3 separate regions of the Mus musculus genome follow, and regions 2 and 3 are each linked to region 1. A link is a contact called in public Hi-C and HiChIP or PLAC-seq data. All regions are on one chromosome and are shown on one strand. Each heading gives the region's core, a stretch centred on a gene start, on an enhancer-like site or on the middle of the called end of the contact. The rest is flanking DNA. Distances are from core to core; before and after follow the strand shown.

Region 1 (2,711 bases), core at 101-2,600:
GCAATGCACACATGTGATACACAGACATAAAAATTAAAATGTTTAAATATTTTAAAAATTAAATTGCAGGAGCTGGAGAGGCAGCTCGGTGGACAAGAACACTGGCTGCTCTTTCAGAGGAGCCAGGTTTGGTTCCCAGAACCCACGTGTCAGTTACTCCAATTCCAGGGGGATCCGACGCCCTCTGTTGGTCTCTTTGGGCACTCCTTGCACACAGTACACAGATGTATCTCTAAACAAAACACCCGTAAAATAAAAATAAGTAACATCCTTGTTTCTTCCTTTTGTTTTTTTGTTTTTTCCAGACATGGTCTATCTGTGCATAGCACTGGCTGTTCTGGAAGTGCACCACCGTCACCCGGCAATAAACAACATTTAATAAACACTTTTCTTAAATTGCTAGACATGGTGGCAAAAATCTCTCATCCCACACTTGAAAGGCTAAGGCAGTAGATTTCCGTAAGTTCAATGCGAGTCTGGACAGGGCTATGTAGAGAAAATCTGTTTAAAAAAAATTACAGTATATACATATATACATACACACACACACACACACACACACACACACACACCACACATACACACACATGACAAGCTTTAGGCCACCCAAGGGTATATAATGAGACCCTGCTTGAAGAAAAAAATATATATATATACATATATACATTTGCATGTGTGTGTGTGTGTATTCATGTTGCAAGACTGGCCTGGAACGCAGAGATCCACTTGCCTCTGCCTCCCAAGTGCTAGAATTAAAGGCGTGTGCCACCATGCCTGGCCTTAAAAACATTTTTGCAATAAGATGAACCTATGATGCCCGCTTTGGGGGAGGGCTGAAGCAGAAGATTACAAGATCAAAGCCTGGCTAGCCTATAGATAGTTAAGCAGCCTGAGATCCTGCCTCAAGGAGGTTAAGAGTAAACTTGAGAACTGGAGATGTGCTCCGTGGTGGAATGCTGGTTTAACATGCCTGGGGACCTGGGCTCTATCCCTAGCACTACCAGTTTCCCAGTAAAGCTGGGCATGGTGGTACTTGGGGAGGTAGAGACAGGAGAGTCAGGATTTAGGCCAGCCTTAGCTTATGACCAACCTGGGCTACAAAAGACGCTGCCTTGGGGTGGCAGAGTTCCTGAATTAATTGTAAAGTGCAACTCAGACAAAAACGTCAGGTTTTGGCCTTCTGCTACTAATGCTTCCGTGCCCACTGATCTCAGATGGCATCTGGCTGCCAGCAGGCTCAGATCTCAACAGAAAGGGCAGCCTTGCCCTAAAGTCTGTCTGAGCCCAAGTCAGACCTTCACTTTCTCTCTTCTGGTTCAAAGTGCACACTTCCTTTGAGGTATCTCCCTAACTTCCCCTTTGCCTCCACTAACTGATTAGCCCTTCCTTTCTCAGTGCAACTGGATGGTCAGTCAAAGCAGCCTTAAAGAGAAAGGTTACAGAGTCCAAAGCCCTACACTAACAACACCGTGGCGGCAGAGCAGCTAACCTAAAAGGATTTGGTATCTCAGTGTCCACGTGCATCAGGGGCACCTGAGCCTCTGAAAAATTCTCCTTGGGAAAGGGGAACAAGACAATCGTCCTGACAGAGTGTCTGCAAAAAAAAAGAGAGAGGTTGTTGCTGAGTAGTCGGAGAGGACAGTTTCTGAAGCAAGGTCAGAGGGAGGGCAGGTTAACCTTAAGCCTGTCTGCTCTTCTTCAAGTACCTCGATCATCTCCGCTAAGGCTTGAGACACCCTGGAGCGAAGACTCCTCGCTGAGATCCTAAGGCGCACCACCAGGAGTTGTACACACAGTTATGGGGAAACGGGAAGAGGGACAGTGCTCCCCAGACCAGAGCTGCTCCTCCTCAGCCTCTTCTCACTGGTGTCTACTCTGCAGTTGTTTTGGGGGGTAGGGGGGAAGAAGGGGCTAGCTTCTTGGTATCTGAGATAGGGTCTCATATGGCCCAGGATAGTCTCAAATTCTCTATGTAGACTGGGCATGGTGGTCCCACACCTTTAATCCCAGAATTTGGGAGGCAGAGAGACACAGGCAGGCAGGTCTCTATGAGTTCAAAGTCAGGCTGATCTACAGGGTGAGCTTTTGGACGTCATGGATTACATAGAAAGACTGTCTCGTTTTCTGTAGAGTTCGAGTTGTCTGACATTTAAAGAAAATAAAGCAAATAAAATTAAAGGAAACAAACTCCCTAAGTTTTTCTAGCTTCTTCACAAGTGCTGGGAACTAACAGTAAGGTGCTTTGTGTGAGTCTGTACTTGACTCACACTATACTTGGGCATACAAAGAAAATTCAAGGGCCTCCAACTTTCCCTCTAACCTACTGTAAAAGTGCATAGTCACCCTTTCCCTAGACAGCAGGAGGGACTTACACAGACGTTAGACTGTGGGAAGCCTATCAGGAAGCAAGCTTGTACTTAGGACAGCCTGCCCTGAGACACAGAGTTGCAGGCAGGCTTAGTGAGGGGATACAATGTAGTAACAATGTCAAGTTCAGTACTCAAGTCAGAGCCAAAGGAATAGAGACTGGAGGCAGGGTCTTTCACATGTCACTCACCTGAGAACTCAGCTTCTCACCTACACACACTGACAGATACACAGCACTATCTTTGGGGGGACAAAATTGCAGCTGGAATCCTTCCATCCCCTGTCCCCCTCAAGTGGCTCAGCCAGACCTTGTAGCCAAGGATGACCTTGAACTCTGATCTTCC
Region 2 (2,711 bases), core at 128-2,627, 210 kb before region 1:
CAGCGAGCCTCTCAGGTCATGTGATCAAGGACTCTCAGTAGACAGGTCTTTGTGGAGCTCTTTGCCCTCCTGAGCTCAGTCTCTTCATCAATGAAAGGATCGTATTGATTGTATTCACTGGGTAAACACTCAGGTCACACAAACAGACCAGTGCAAACCTCCCTGAAACCAGCAAAGAACACTACAGATGACAGTGCAAATACTGTTGCTGACAGAGAGTTTGGGGTCATGGTCTGCTCAGTTCTCTTACAATTCCCCAGGAAGAGCCACAGATAGTAGGTTCTAGAAAGGAGAGAGCTGATGAGCAATGCTTTCAGCACCTAAGAAGATGTTCGCCAACCAGGAGATAGTTGTTGCTGAGTTTCTTAAATGCTCCCGTGCAGAAGACCCATAAACTTACCAACTGAAGTGAGCTTCACTCTTGTCATTTACCAAGTGAGGAGTGGCATTGTCCATGGGTATCTGAGACATGGTCAGTCTCCTGATATGGTACTCACCCTCCCATGTTGTAATGCAAGCTGTCTACTCTCCTATGTCACTTCCTCTTCCTGACACTTGCAAGAGAAGGGGTGGGGGCTGGCTGTTATTTTTCACTACCAGTAATTCCTCTGCAGCCACCTGCTGTGTCGCAAGGTTTCTAGAATCAACCAACACACCATGACGTCTTCCCCCTAAGATCAGGGAGTGAAGAAGACAGAGAGTAGACTGTAGCTAACTGCGTAGGGCACTAAAAGGGGGTCATGTTGTAAATTAAGGAAAGCCAGGGCAGAAGGATTTGGGTGTTTTGGTGAGAAAATTTAGGAAGAGAGTTATGAGGGACATCTCCATGTGGTCACTAACTCAGCTCAGATCTAATGCAGCGATCCAACCCCGGTTCCTTCTGCTGGCCTAATAACTTCAACGCTGCTTTTTCTCTCCAGTCTCATGTGCACCTCACGAGATGTGCGCTCAAATTTGTTTCCACATACTAGCGGCAGAAAAAAGAACACAAAACTCTAGCACTTACTTCTCCCTCCATCTCTACTCGGTATGGTCCCCTCTGTGTCAGACATTTTTCACAGTGACAATTTGATTGGACCTAGAGTTTTTAAGTTCAGATGCAGGTACCCTAAATTCAGTTGCCTCCGTGGCTGGAATGACCACATCCCCGCTCTACCTAGAACACTCTTTGCTCATGAGTTTGGGGAAGTAACCAAACCAGCCCACCAGACCATGCTAAACAAACAACCCAAGGGAAGGGCCAGGCTTCCTGGAAGGCTAAAGGGCTTGCACTGATGCCCGCCTTTAATCGCGTTTGAGCCATTTAAACCACATGATGGCAAGCTTCCGCTGCCCCTCCCCTACAGCCCAGCCTCCCGCTTTTTCTCTTGCTGTGCTTCCTCATCTCATGACGCTGGCAAACCTTCAGGCTGCTTATTCAACCTGTCGCAAGACACTCTCTGTGCCAAAGAAAAAGAAAGAGAATGAAGGGGCCCTGTGCTGGCTCCAGGGCACTGGCTGCCAGGCTAGCCCAGGATGATGCAGCCCAAGGCCCCATCAATAGCTGGAGGCAAGCAACACAAACGAGCCTTCTGATTCAAAGTCTGCACCTAAGGAAAAAAAAAAAAAGAAGGAGCTAATTCTTAATGTCATGATCCTGTGCATCCATAGCCGAAGCCCATAGCCACTCACGTTCATACGATTACTCAAACAGATATTTGTTGAGGGCCTACTATGTGTAAGACACTACGCAAACAATCCTTTACTTGTATGGACCATGTAGAATACATAATGACTCTTATGACTCAGCAAGAAAATAACAAAAGCCCGAGCTAAAAATGGAGGAATTGAATAGATTTTTTTTTCTCTAAAATCTGGACAAATAGCTAGTAACAATACGAAAAGATGTTCAATATCATTAGCTGCTACACTGTGAATAATACTATTGTAAAAATTGTGCAATGTGTCTTTTAAAAAATAGTCTGGCAATTAAAGATTTTTTTAAAAAAAAACTGTACACTCACCCTCTTCCTGCTGCCTTCAGATCACGATGTAGAACTCTCAGCTCCTTCTCCAGGACCATGCCTGCCTGCTGACATGCTTCCCACAATGACAATGGACCAAACCTCTGAATCGTAAGCCAGCCCTCAATTAAATATTTTCCTTTATAAGAAAAAAATAAATAAACTTACCACATGAGCTAACCATTACTCTTACAGTTGTGTACTCAAGAGAAACGAAGACACGTGCACATAAGAAGGCCTGTACAAAGCTTCTTTGAAACTTCATTCAGTGTAGCCAAAAAGGAGCAACATCAGAGGCGATCAACCGACAGGCAGAAGGGGTGTGCCCATATAATAGAATACTACTCAACAGTTAAAAGGAACAAAGTGGCTAATACGAGGTGCAATAGTAGTAAGTCTCAGAAACACTAACCTACATAGGCGAAGAAGGCACAAAAGAGTACACAGAATAGAATCCCATTTACATAGAAAGTCCAATACAAGCAAATCTAATGAGACAAGAAATAGGTTATCGATTTCAAGCTCAGAGCATAAGGAAAACTGAGTGCTAACGGGCACAAACCCTTTGTGAGGGGTGATCAGAATGTCCTGAAGTCAGCTTGTGGTGATAACTACACAACTCTGATAATATGTAGAACAATAAAGTGTGGACTTTAAAATGGCTGTTTTGTGAGATTTATATCTCAATAAAACTTGTTTATAAAACCA
Region 3 (2,711 bases), core at 120-2,619, 150 kb before region 1:
TGCTCTTAGCCACTGAGCCATCTTGCAAGCTCCCAAACATTTTCTTTCATTTTTTTTATTAAGCAATGTTTATTAGATATTTTCTTCATTTACATTTCAAATGCTATCCTGAAAGTCCCCTATACCCTCCCCCTACCCTGCTCCCCTACCCACCCCCTCCCGCTTCCTGGCCCCGGCATTCCCCTATACTGGGGCATAGAATCTGCTTCCAAACATTTCCAAAATTTACTACTTGAAATGCTGAATTGAGCGTTTGGATGTTATTAATCGCTAAATGAATTTGGCTTGGTATTGGGACAGACTTTCCAACAGTTTTTAAGGCAGTACTAAATACGCGGCCATCTTGAAACTACACATCTGTGAAAAGTGGCATGTGCTTACAAAGCCAAGATACCCATTCAAAATTAAAGATAATTTGGGAGCACAGGCAGGTGGATCTCTGTGAGTCTGAGGCCAGCCTGGTCTACACAGTGAATTTCAGGACAACCAACGCTATTAAAATAAAATAAAATAAAATAAAATAAAATAAAATAAAGTAAAATAAAATAAAATGGATACTCACTGACTATAAAAGTGTTGATGATGTTGGGTCCTGCAGTATTCAATATTTAGCAGAGATTTACATGCATAATAAGCAAACACATCTGTCTTGTTAGTGTCCAGTCATATTGACCATTAATAAATAGTGGAATTGCATATACAGCAAAGAACTGTTTTAAAATAAATTTACTTATGATTTATTATCAGTAAATATTAGATCAGTATATCATATATGTATATATAATGTGTGATTGATGAGATATACACATATAAACGATAAACATATATTTAATATCATACACACACACACACACACACACACACGTATACACACCAGGGCTGTGTTAGTTTTTCTCAGCAAATGGAAGGGGTCCTGAGAGAGAAAGAAGTAATGATCTAACTGATTGTCATGAGTCCATGGTGTTTCCTTGGCAATGATTTGTTTCCAAACCTAACCATCCTGAGAACCACTTAAAGTTGTTTTCTGACCTCCACCCATGAGCCATGGTACACAAGTACCTGTGCCCACATCTCTGAGTACACACACACAGACACTTTTAATGAATAAAAGAAAAAATAGTGTTGATAAGAAATAAAATTTTAAAGTATTTTAAAAGATGCTTACATTATCTTTCAACTTTTTAGTATGTTTGATAAATATAAATATTGTAGATCAGGCTTCAGGCAGAACACAGTGCCAGGAAAAAAAAAATTTTACTTACTGCCTCAGGAATGCTTGGAACCTCCCAGAATTTCAGGGGTGTGCTCTTCAGCTATGCTCTTGAGCATTTCTTAGAGGGGTCTGAAAACTTTAGTGAACACCATAGAATGCCCAGTGCCTGTGAGATCCTGAGTATGTGTACTCGATAAAAAGTCGTACAGAGCTTTCAGGAAGTCTGCAGTCTGGGGAACAAGTGGATTTCCTGCACACTCTCTAACAAAACTTCCGTTGGTGTCTGACTGGCTATTCCCTCTGTTTAAAGAACTTGCTCAGATTCAGGTGCTCTGAGCCCCGCTTCCACTTCCAGATGAGTCATGGGGAAAGAAGTCGGGGCCACTCAGGCCCAGTCACTATTTAGTCTGAAAACAGACCAAGAGTTGGAGTTGCCTAAAGCCACCGAAGAAAACAACTGTCGGGAAGAATTTGCAGACTTCTCCTTAACTGTCTCAGCTCCTTCCCTTCCTGCTTGGCTCTCTCACGAGAGGCCACAATGCTTGGAGCTGCAGCACCTGTCATTACCTGTGATGGATGAAAATGGCCAACACACTCAAGAAGATGGAGAAGAAAGAAGGGGCCATGGTTGGAATTGGGGCTGGACTCCTCTTGGAAGTTCCTGAACTCCAGAGCAGGGTGTTTATTGTAGGGCGGTAACTAACACATAAGACTTCCCGTCAGCCTCTGATGGGCATGCTATCACTTCTATTCTTTGACCCAGCAGTCGCATCCAGACATTTGTCACAAGGATATAGCTAAACATTTGCTCAGTGACTCAGCTGTGGCTGTAAGTTGCATAGGTGTTGTCCTCAATAGTAAAGATAAATTCTAAGCCAACTCAAATATCCAATAATAGAATGTAGGTTAAATTACACAGCTGGACAGAACACTGCAAGTCAGGTATTTTACATAATGGTATAGACCATACACGATGCCATGGAATGAAGCCAAGCGTACGTTGTTAGGTATACAAATCATAAAACAGGGTATACATTGTAGTCCCCTGTGCACAAAGAGAGAAAGAGATAAGAAAAAGGGTTGCATGCAGAAAATCCTGATAGCAATTATCAATGGATGATGACATTAAACAAATTTCCTACATTTTTATTTCCATTCATTTGCATATTCTGATTTTCCTGCACATGCTTCCGGGCTTGCTTTCCACGGACCATAGAGGAGTGCTGGACCTAGGTCAATGTTCAGCTAAGCCAGAGCTAATAGCATAAGCTTGTGCTTACAGCTAACTTCTTGGAGGATTAGAGAGATGAGGATAATCCACTCCTAGACAACTTGAGTCATCTCTTGTATCTTGAGAGCTATGGGCTAAGGAGACAGGCATTGAGTAAAAGGTGCATGCCTTCAAAAGCTGAAGACCTGAGAGCAATATCCAGACCCCACATGCATAGGGGGATGAAGGAAGCGATGCACACAAGTTGTCCTCTGATGTCCACACAGC

Evidence for each region. A called contact is a pair of places that touch in the nucleus more often than the background predicts. HiChIP or PLAC-seq counts read pairs in DNA pulled down with a chosen protein or histone mark.
Region 2: an H3K27ac HiChIP or PLAC-seq map of bone marrow-derived dendritic cells shows a contact between it and region 1, with 10 times the contacts expected there. The contact joins two enhancer-like sites. A contact is called at or near these places in 4 of 39 promoter capture datasets (embryonic stem cells, hippocampal neurons, liver and 1 more), 10 of 15 datasets of contacts at CTCF or cohesin (CD8 T cells, the G1E-ER4 cell line, the NIH/3T3 cell line and 6 more), 211 of 484 Hi-C or Micro-C datasets (the 3T3-L1 cell line, 3T3-L1-derived adipocytes, the 63-12 cell line and 117 more), 59 of 115 datasets of contacts at active chromatin or transcription factors (the 230-238 cell line, the HPC-7 cell line, the NIH/3T3 cell line and 39 more) and 7 of 9 other capture datasets (adipose tissue, bone marrow-derived macrophages, embryonic stem cells and 4 more).
Region 3: a contact with region 1 is called in a Hi-C map of bone marrow-derived macrophages, with 29 read pairs. The contact joins the promoter of 8030442B05Rik here to the enhancer-like site in region 1. A contact is called at or near these places in 4 of 484 Hi-C or Micro-C datasets (the G1E-ER4 cell line, bone marrow-derived macrophages, liver and 1 more), 9 of 115 datasets of contacts at active chromatin or transcription factors (the 230-238 cell line, CD8 T cells, the HPC-7 cell line and 6 more) and 2 of 9 other capture datasets (adipose tissue and liver).

The regions. Positions count from the first base shown.
Region 1 is chr2:11,543,186-11,545,896 of GRCm38.p6, forward strand. It overlaps a transcript of Pfkfb3 not described here. Among named protein-coding and RNA genes, the nearest start is that of Gm10851, 23 kb to the left of the region's middle. Within about 2 kb of position 1,351, at least 68 of the 459 cell types and tissues checked have an H3K27ac peak or open chromatin away from gene starts, as enhancers often do. A contact at or near this core is called in the Ba/F3 cell line, ECoMG-derived neutrophils, the HPC-5 cell line and 17 more, where this site is marked.
Region 2 is chr2:11,332,119-11,334,829 of GRCm38.p6, forward strand. No RefSeq gene overlaps it. Among named protein-coding and RNA genes, the nearest start is that of Gm13293, 6.0 kb to the right of the region's middle. Within about 2 kb of position 1,378, at least 129 of the 459 cell types and tissues checked have an H3K27ac peak or open chromatin away from gene starts, as enhancers often do. A contact at or near this core is called in the Ba/F3 cell line, ECoMG-derived neutrophils, the HPC-5 cell line and 16 more, where this site is marked.
Region 3 is chr2:11,397,131-11,399,841 of GRCm38.p6, forward strand. It overlaps 8030442B05Rik (RIKEN cDNA 8030442B05 gene), which reads right to left and starts at 1,370. Exons shown (of 3, transcript NR_040615.1): 1 at 1,263-1,370.